Regions from separate parts of the Triticum aestivum genome. Here region 2 is linked to region 1. The links are chromatin contacts, called in public Hi-C maps. All regions are on one chromosome and are shown on one strand. Each heading gives the region's core, a stretch centred on a gene start, on an enhancer-like site or on the middle of the called end of the contact. The rest is flanking DNA. Distances are from core to core; before and after follow the strand shown. Region 1 holds the start of LOC123099072. Region 2 has its middle 43 kb from the start of LOC123099072.

Region 1 (3,257 bases), core at 745-3,244:
GGCAGGCTGCGGAAACATTAGTTCAGGGGAGAAGGGTTTACCGTAGTTATTGTGGTAGAAAACCTTGAGACAACTATTGCACCCGACCCGCCACAGTCGAGCAGTTTTATCCATAGATGCAGAGATCAAGTCCTGCACAAAACCAAGCGAAGGCAGATGTTTTAGTAGATGAGCATAACAACATCTGTAGTAGATCCTTCAGGTACATGGAAACACACTGTCTGGACTGCAACTCACCCCATTTTTGGACCATGAGAGATCCAAGATGGCATCATCATGCCCATAGAATTCATGCACAGGGACCTGAGACAGCGCAAAGGTCCGGTGAGGGATCACAACACAGGCCGGATCTGCTTGCCCCTTTGAACTCTTGTCCTGTTTGCTCTTGGTCCCTTCGCTGGAGTTGACAGGAGCCAGTTCAGAGTTCTCATTGACAGTGAAGAAGACGCATGACGGATCGTCCTCGGCGAAGTCGAGCTCGTCGGGCCTCTCGCCCTCCACCACGCGCCACACCCGCACCACGCCGTCCTCGCCACCGGTGGCCAGGTACTGCCCGTCGGAGCTGAACTTCATGGCCACAATGGCGCCCTTGTGCGCCCTGATCTCCTGGCCCTTGTACACCGCTGACAATTCCTTTGACCGCTTCTTGTATGGCCTGACCTTGACCCTGTCAACGGCCTTCCCGGGCTTCCCGGCGCAGCTCCGGCAGGAGCTGGATGAGGTGGAATTCGCCTCGTCGTCGTCCTCGGCGTCGACGACGCAGGCGCCGATGCCCAGCCTCCTCCGGCGCCTCGCCCTCCCCGCGGCGGACTTCTCAGGGGTGGAGGGCTCGTCCGAGGAGTCGTCCACCCGGCGCATCATCTCGCGGATGAACGGGGAGGAGCCGGAGATCCTCTCGAATTCCGCGGCGGTGACGGTCCGGTTGGAGCGGCGCTCCCTGAGGCTCCGGAAGCTGCCATCCTTGCCCAGCTCGTGGACGACGAAGACCGTGCCGTCGTCCAGGTTCTTGAACACGCACTCCAGGCCGTCCTCGCCGCCGCCGCCGCTTAGGCCGGGCGCCCCCGCCTCCTCCTCCCCCGCAGCCCCGCGCGCGAGACGAGGGGCGGGCGAGGCCGGCTCCGCGCCGGGGCTGCCCAGGACGACGATCTCCTCGCCGGCGCGGGGCCTCGAGCGCGGCCCCGATTCTCCCGGATCCAGGAGGCCCAGGGAGCGGACGAACCGCTCGCGGCGCTCCTCGACGCTGAAGGGGCCCGTGGCCCAGACCTCGAGCAGGGCCCCGCCGCAGAGCAAAACGCCGTCGCCGTCGCCGGCGCTGCTGTGGCGGCCGGAGCTCGCCGGCGAGGCGACGGAGGGCGGCGAGATGGCCTCCCTGGAGTCGAAGAACTCCTCCTCGCCCGCGTCCGCGTCCAGCGAGCACGCCCGCGCCATGGGCACGCCCACACGACCAAGCCTCGGCGCCACCACCAGTTCACCACCACCACCACGCCGTTCCCCAAAAGGACCGAGCTTTAGCGGAGCGGAGGCGCGGCGGCCGGGCGGCGAATCCGGCAGCGGATCTCGCGGCGCTGGCTCCCGGATCTCGGTGGACTCCGTCCGTCCGTCCGCCCGCAGCCCGCTCCTTTATGGCGCGCCCACTGCGTGGCAGCCTCTGCCTGCCACCGCCCCCTTTCTCTCTCTCCTGTGGCGTTGGGCACGGACGGATGATGCAGTGGCAGTGGTACTACCCCGCCGCTGGCTCGCTGTGCTACCTCTCGTGGGGCGGCTCGGGGTCGGGTGTCAACAAGGAGCGGAAGGGAACCAACCAAGCATCCACCACGCCACGGCACCCAAAGCAAGCAGAGCGAGCAGTAGACTAGAGTGGGCGGACGGAGGAGGGGAGCGGCAATAAAAGGCCACGATAGCTAGCACAGGAGCGAGCGACGGAGGTAGGGGAGGGGACCTTCATCTCAATCGGTTGGGGTCGGGGACGGGATCCATCCATCCCAGCCGGCCCGGTAAAAGCCGCACCCACCACAACGGGACCGACGGCTGGCCGCTTCCCCTCCTGCCTCCTTCCCCTCTCCTCCCTATCACCTTTTCTTCCTCCATGTTTACTATTTTTATGTTTCTATATTCTACTAGCAATATTTCTATGATGGTGAATAATTGTCTAATTCAGTTTTTTTTTTGGGATTTTGAGGATGGTTAGGTGGCCTGTCTCTTGACTTTTCAATTCAAGAGGAGGTTTCAGAGGCCAAGTCTCGTGTTTGTTTGTTTGTTTCTCTTCTGCTAAGCCATGACGGGTTAGAAGTTCCGCGTCGTTTTCGGCCATCCCGTGACGATGATGTGTGCGGAATGACATTTTGTAGTAATGGTATTTTTAGTGTGGCGTGGACCGTGGAAGACCCGGGGAATAGCGGCAACGATGGAGAGTCTAACGCTTCCAAGACTAGGAGCGTGCGTTGGTGTGTCATTTATATTATGTGTCGCCTTATGTCTGACCGGTCATCCATCGAATTGACTATGTACATTCATTTCTCCTGATTGTATAGTGGAGGCGGAATTGATGGCCATGAATCGATACTACGGATAGAAGTAAAATCCCAAATTAATGCCATGTATATAGAGGGTGGTGTGGGCCGTCGAAAACTCGGAGAATGGCAATAACACTAAAGGTTAATGTGCCCGCAACCCGCAACAGAACCGAGGGCTGAGCTTGACGCCTCCCCATTCACCTTTTCTTGCTCCATGGAGCATTTCATTTCAACGTTTATGGGCATTTCAGTGATGAATAGTCGCTGAATTCTTTTCTTTCTTTTGCCTGAGAATAGTCGTCCAATTCGTTTTTATTTGGGATTGCAAGATGGTTAGGTGACTCGTCTCTTGACTTTTCAAGAGGTTATAGAGGCCAAGTCCCGTGTTTGTTCCTCTAAGCTATGACGGTTATAAGATGCACGTTGTTTTCGTTGATCCCATCATGATGATGCGCGCAAAACGACGTTTGGTAGTAATGGTTTTAAGCGTGGCATGGACTATCGAAGACCCAGAGACTAGTGGCTAATGGTTGCAAGACCACAAGCGTGTGTTAATGTATTGTTTTATATTATATGGCTTCTTCTGTATCGCCAGTCAACTCAACGTATTCATTTTGTATACTTGTATGTACATAATAAATATTGGAGATGGAAGTGACTGCAACAAATAGGTACTAAGGATAGAAAGGGTGGCGTGGACCGTCGAAAACCCGGAGAATGGCAACAACAACAATAAAGGTTAAG
Region 2 (3,744 bases), core at 373-2,872, 43 kb after region 1:
CCTCGATCCCGTGAACACCTCCAAGACTGACGCCCCCGAGAGGAAACGACACAAAATAGCGCCGCCGTCATCCGATTTACTGATCTAGGGTTTCCCCCGGAGATAGCAGATGGTGGCCTTGAACTTCTCCTCGGCGATGCCTTCAAGAAGGGAATGCCGCATAACAGCGCCGTCACCGCCGGCCTTGGCCTGAAAGGACCTATGAGGAGGTACGTAATATTAACGGAGCAACTAATACAATTCACACACCTACAATTCACTCTCTACCTATTTTTTTCAACAACGAAATACAATTCACTAAAAAATATTAGACATGTCTATATATATATTACAGAATATTAACGGAGCAACTAATACAATTCACACACCTACAAGTATATTACAAATATTTGCCGGAGCAACTACAAATATTTACAGATTTTAATATTTGACTACCTATGTTACGGATTTGACCGGAGCTACTCCAAATACTGACAGTCCTAAATACTTCACATCCACATATAGTACGGAATATTACCGGAGCAACTACACATTTTTACGTAAATAATTAGTTGACATCTAAATATATTTACGTATACTACCGGGGCAAATAACAATAATCGCACACCTAATTTATTTCACATCCAAACATATTAACAAATACTACCGGAGCACCTACGAAAAATAAAATGTTTGCTAAAATATACCCTTGAAGCGTGCGTGCGAACGAAGAACGACGAACGGCGGCCACCAAACTGCCGGTGCTCCGCCTCCAACGAAGAACGACGAACGACGAGCTTCACCTCCACCACACCGCCCCAACTTCACCACCACCACCTTCACCTCCACGAGCTACCAAAATGCTCACCACGACCACCACGAGCTACCCCATCAGTAGATCGAGGACTCTTTTGGCTGCCCTAACTAAGTTGAATCCATTCACGGTGCCAAATCCGCAAAAAACTGGCTCATTTAGGTGTAGAAATTGAAGGCATTTTCGTGTACAGAAGGGAGAAGGAAAGAACAGAGGAAGAACAGATATGCTCGAGTGGGATAGCGAACAGATATGCTCGAGCCGCAGGGAGCCGGGCGTGCTGCAGGTGGGGCCGCACCCTGTCGGCCCGCAGCTGGCCGATCGGCCCGCAGTAGGCTGACAGGGGCTCACCCCGTGACCGCCGCGCCGACAGCTCCCTCTCCCCACCCCGCGACGTGGCCTGCCCAATGCGCGTGCGACAAGTGGCAGGCGGGCCAGCTGTCGGCCTGCTACTGGCCGAGTACGCCCAGTCGGCCTGCTGTGGGCTGACTAGGCCCAGTCGGCCTGCAGCGGGCCGACGGTGTATTATTTTTAAAAATTATTTTTTCAGCGTAATACTTGTGCAAATTAATAAAAAAAATGTATTATTCAAAAAAAATTAGCGAGCCTAGAGGGAGGCTTGATTCGCCTAGTGATAGACCGAAGATATCTTTGGCTGGCAGCGACTGTGTTTCAACAGGACGACATTTTTAAAAAGCCAGAGTCACGGCTGCTTGGTCGACCGGCCGTCCGTTCAAACGGTGTGAAACCGCTGGCTATAACTAAGCGAGTACGATCGAGGTCGGTCTTGTGAAAGGCTAAGGCCAGTTAGTTGTACCAAACAGAGAGGTAGCCACGGGTTAGCTTTGACCGATCGGAACATCGCTTCGTCGGAAATCCAGGAAGGATTTGACTTGACGTGTCATGTCATGGCGGCTCTTAATTAAGTTGACCGTTCGTTCGCTGTCGTCGTCTACCCGGCCTTCCTTCCTTGCAGGAACAACGACTGCTTTCCGTAACGAAATGATTCAGCTAGCTGCGTCTCTTCAATTCCTCTTTTTTTTTTTGGCTTAAATCCTTGCCGCCACTAGCTTGTTCATTAATCTCTTGTTTTAACTCCATCGCATGCTTTCAGTAGTGTCGGCTGTTATCGATCGACCGTCGATCGATGTAACCGGCCAACAACTTACTTTTATTCAGCACAACTTCTTTGTGTTACCTTTTGCACCGCACACGGCCGTACTGCAATCATGCATGTTCCGAGTTCTAACTAATGCTTTTCTAAGCTTCTACATAAGCTAATGGTTCCACTAACGTACTAATGTTACCTTCGCGCTTGCATGGCAAGAGAGTACTACTAGTACTAGTAGATTAATATATAATTAACTGATGAAGATCAAGGGCAATTGCACCGTACGCGCATAATGTTTTCCCAGTAACGCCTATCTTGGCAAGTGCGTAATGCTCCAGCACCTTTCGGTCGCTTATCCCCTCTTAACAAACCAGTAAACAAAGGTTGCTTAACCAGGTGGTGATTGATCATGCGCACATGTGAGCACTAAGGCGAACTATGCCTAGCTAAGGTTCTTGTTTAGCCATATAAGATGGGATCTGCGACGCGATTCGATTCTGCGTACGTGCATGCGTGGACGTAGTACGTACGCCGCGGAAGAGGTTGATTAGGGAGGTGGCTTGGAGTTTAATCTTCTTCATCGCCGCGCGCCTCGTAGGGCCGCATCTGCATGCATGCATGTGAGGTGCCCGATGGAGCTGGGGCCTGGGGCTAATATCTCCGGCCGGCGACGTGTCATCCCATCAGCTTGGGAGGGGCCTGATTTAAAAGTTGTTTGATTGCATTTGCATGCATGCGGTGTCATCCAAATTAAGCTCAACAGTGGCAGCTTCATTTCATCTTCTTTTTTTGAACGGTCACCGAATTTCCCCACGCTTCACTTCACTTGGCCCCAACCTCACTGTTCATCTACTCACTGTTGTCCAGCTCTCCAGCTTCCGCTCATAAACAGGCATGTGAGCGTGTCAGACACTGATTGATTGGAAACAGATCAGTGATTGAGTATACACCTGGCTGCTAGTTAATTCAGCGTCACCTTGTGAGGCAATAAACTGTACTATCAACAACGTACCCATAGTTTTTTTCAGATCAACCGTGCAAAATGTCGATGCATGCATGCATGGCGGTACGTAGCCCTTACACCTAGTAATTAATCCAGAATCACCGTACCACCTCTAGCTAGTGTGGCAACTACTACATCAACTATGCAATGTTTTGCAGCTCAAGTTCAGCCGAGGAAAGCATATATTGACCAGTGCTGCTGGTCTGCCCTCTAGCTAGTCTGTGGATGAACATTCGTTGATTCGTACGTTGTGACAACCGTGCAAAAGGTGCACGCATGTACGTACCTTAAAGCTGGATGGCCTGGCAGTACGAGCTAATTAGAATGTTGTCAAAGCCGGCTAAACCTAGGCAAGCATCTAAAACTTGGAACATCGATCTTTGCAGGTTTCTGGCCGGTGTCTCGACTCTCGATTCGACCGACCTACTACCAACCATGCACGCATGTTCTACCACTAGTATGCGAGCCAGGTGGATGACACGACACGAATCATCAAATCATCGGAGTATGTGAGTAGTGCAATGTACGTGTTACTTTTGGATATGTACGTGTTACTTTTGGATATACTACAACATACACGCGTACGGCCGGAGTATGCATGCTAGGTGTTAGCACAAAGACTACTCCTTCTCCAATCATCGGCCAGGAGCAGATATATATACAGTGGCCACAACGAGGAAACTAAAGCGTTAAAGCGCACACACCAACTGTGTACAACACGTAGTACAATTTCGTCCACATACCAACACCTTTTCTCAGGTGTCACACGGTGGCTCCGGCCATGCCATACATTGTTTAAACCAGGCGTTGGGTGATTTGGAGCTCGGGCACATGCAC

Evidence for each region. Hi-C and Micro-C count contacts between places; a contact is called where the count stands out from the background.
Region 2: a contact with region 1 is called in a Hi-C map of leaf, with 1.8 times the contacts expected there. The contact joins the enhancer-like site here to the promoter of LOC123099072 in region 1. A contact is called at or near these places in 2 of 5 Hi-C or Micro-C datasets (leaf and an unstated tissue).

What each region holds. Positions count from the first base shown.
Region 1 is chr4D:503,925,837-503,929,093 of IWGSC CS RefSeq v2.1, forward strand. LOC123099072 reads right to left here and starts at 1,995. Exons shown (of 7, transcript XM_044521203.1): 1 at 238-1,995; 2 at 42-132. The coding sequence starts at 1,428.
Region 2 is chr4D:503,969,024-503,972,767 of IWGSC CS RefSeq v2.1, forward strand. No RefSeq gene overlaps it. Among protein-coding and RNA genes, the nearest start is that of LOC123099072, 43 kb to the left of the region's middle. Within about 2 kb of position 1,623, at least 1 of the 8 cell types and tissues checked has an H3K27ac peak or open chromatin away from gene starts, as enhancers often do. A contact at or near this core is called in leaf, where this site is marked.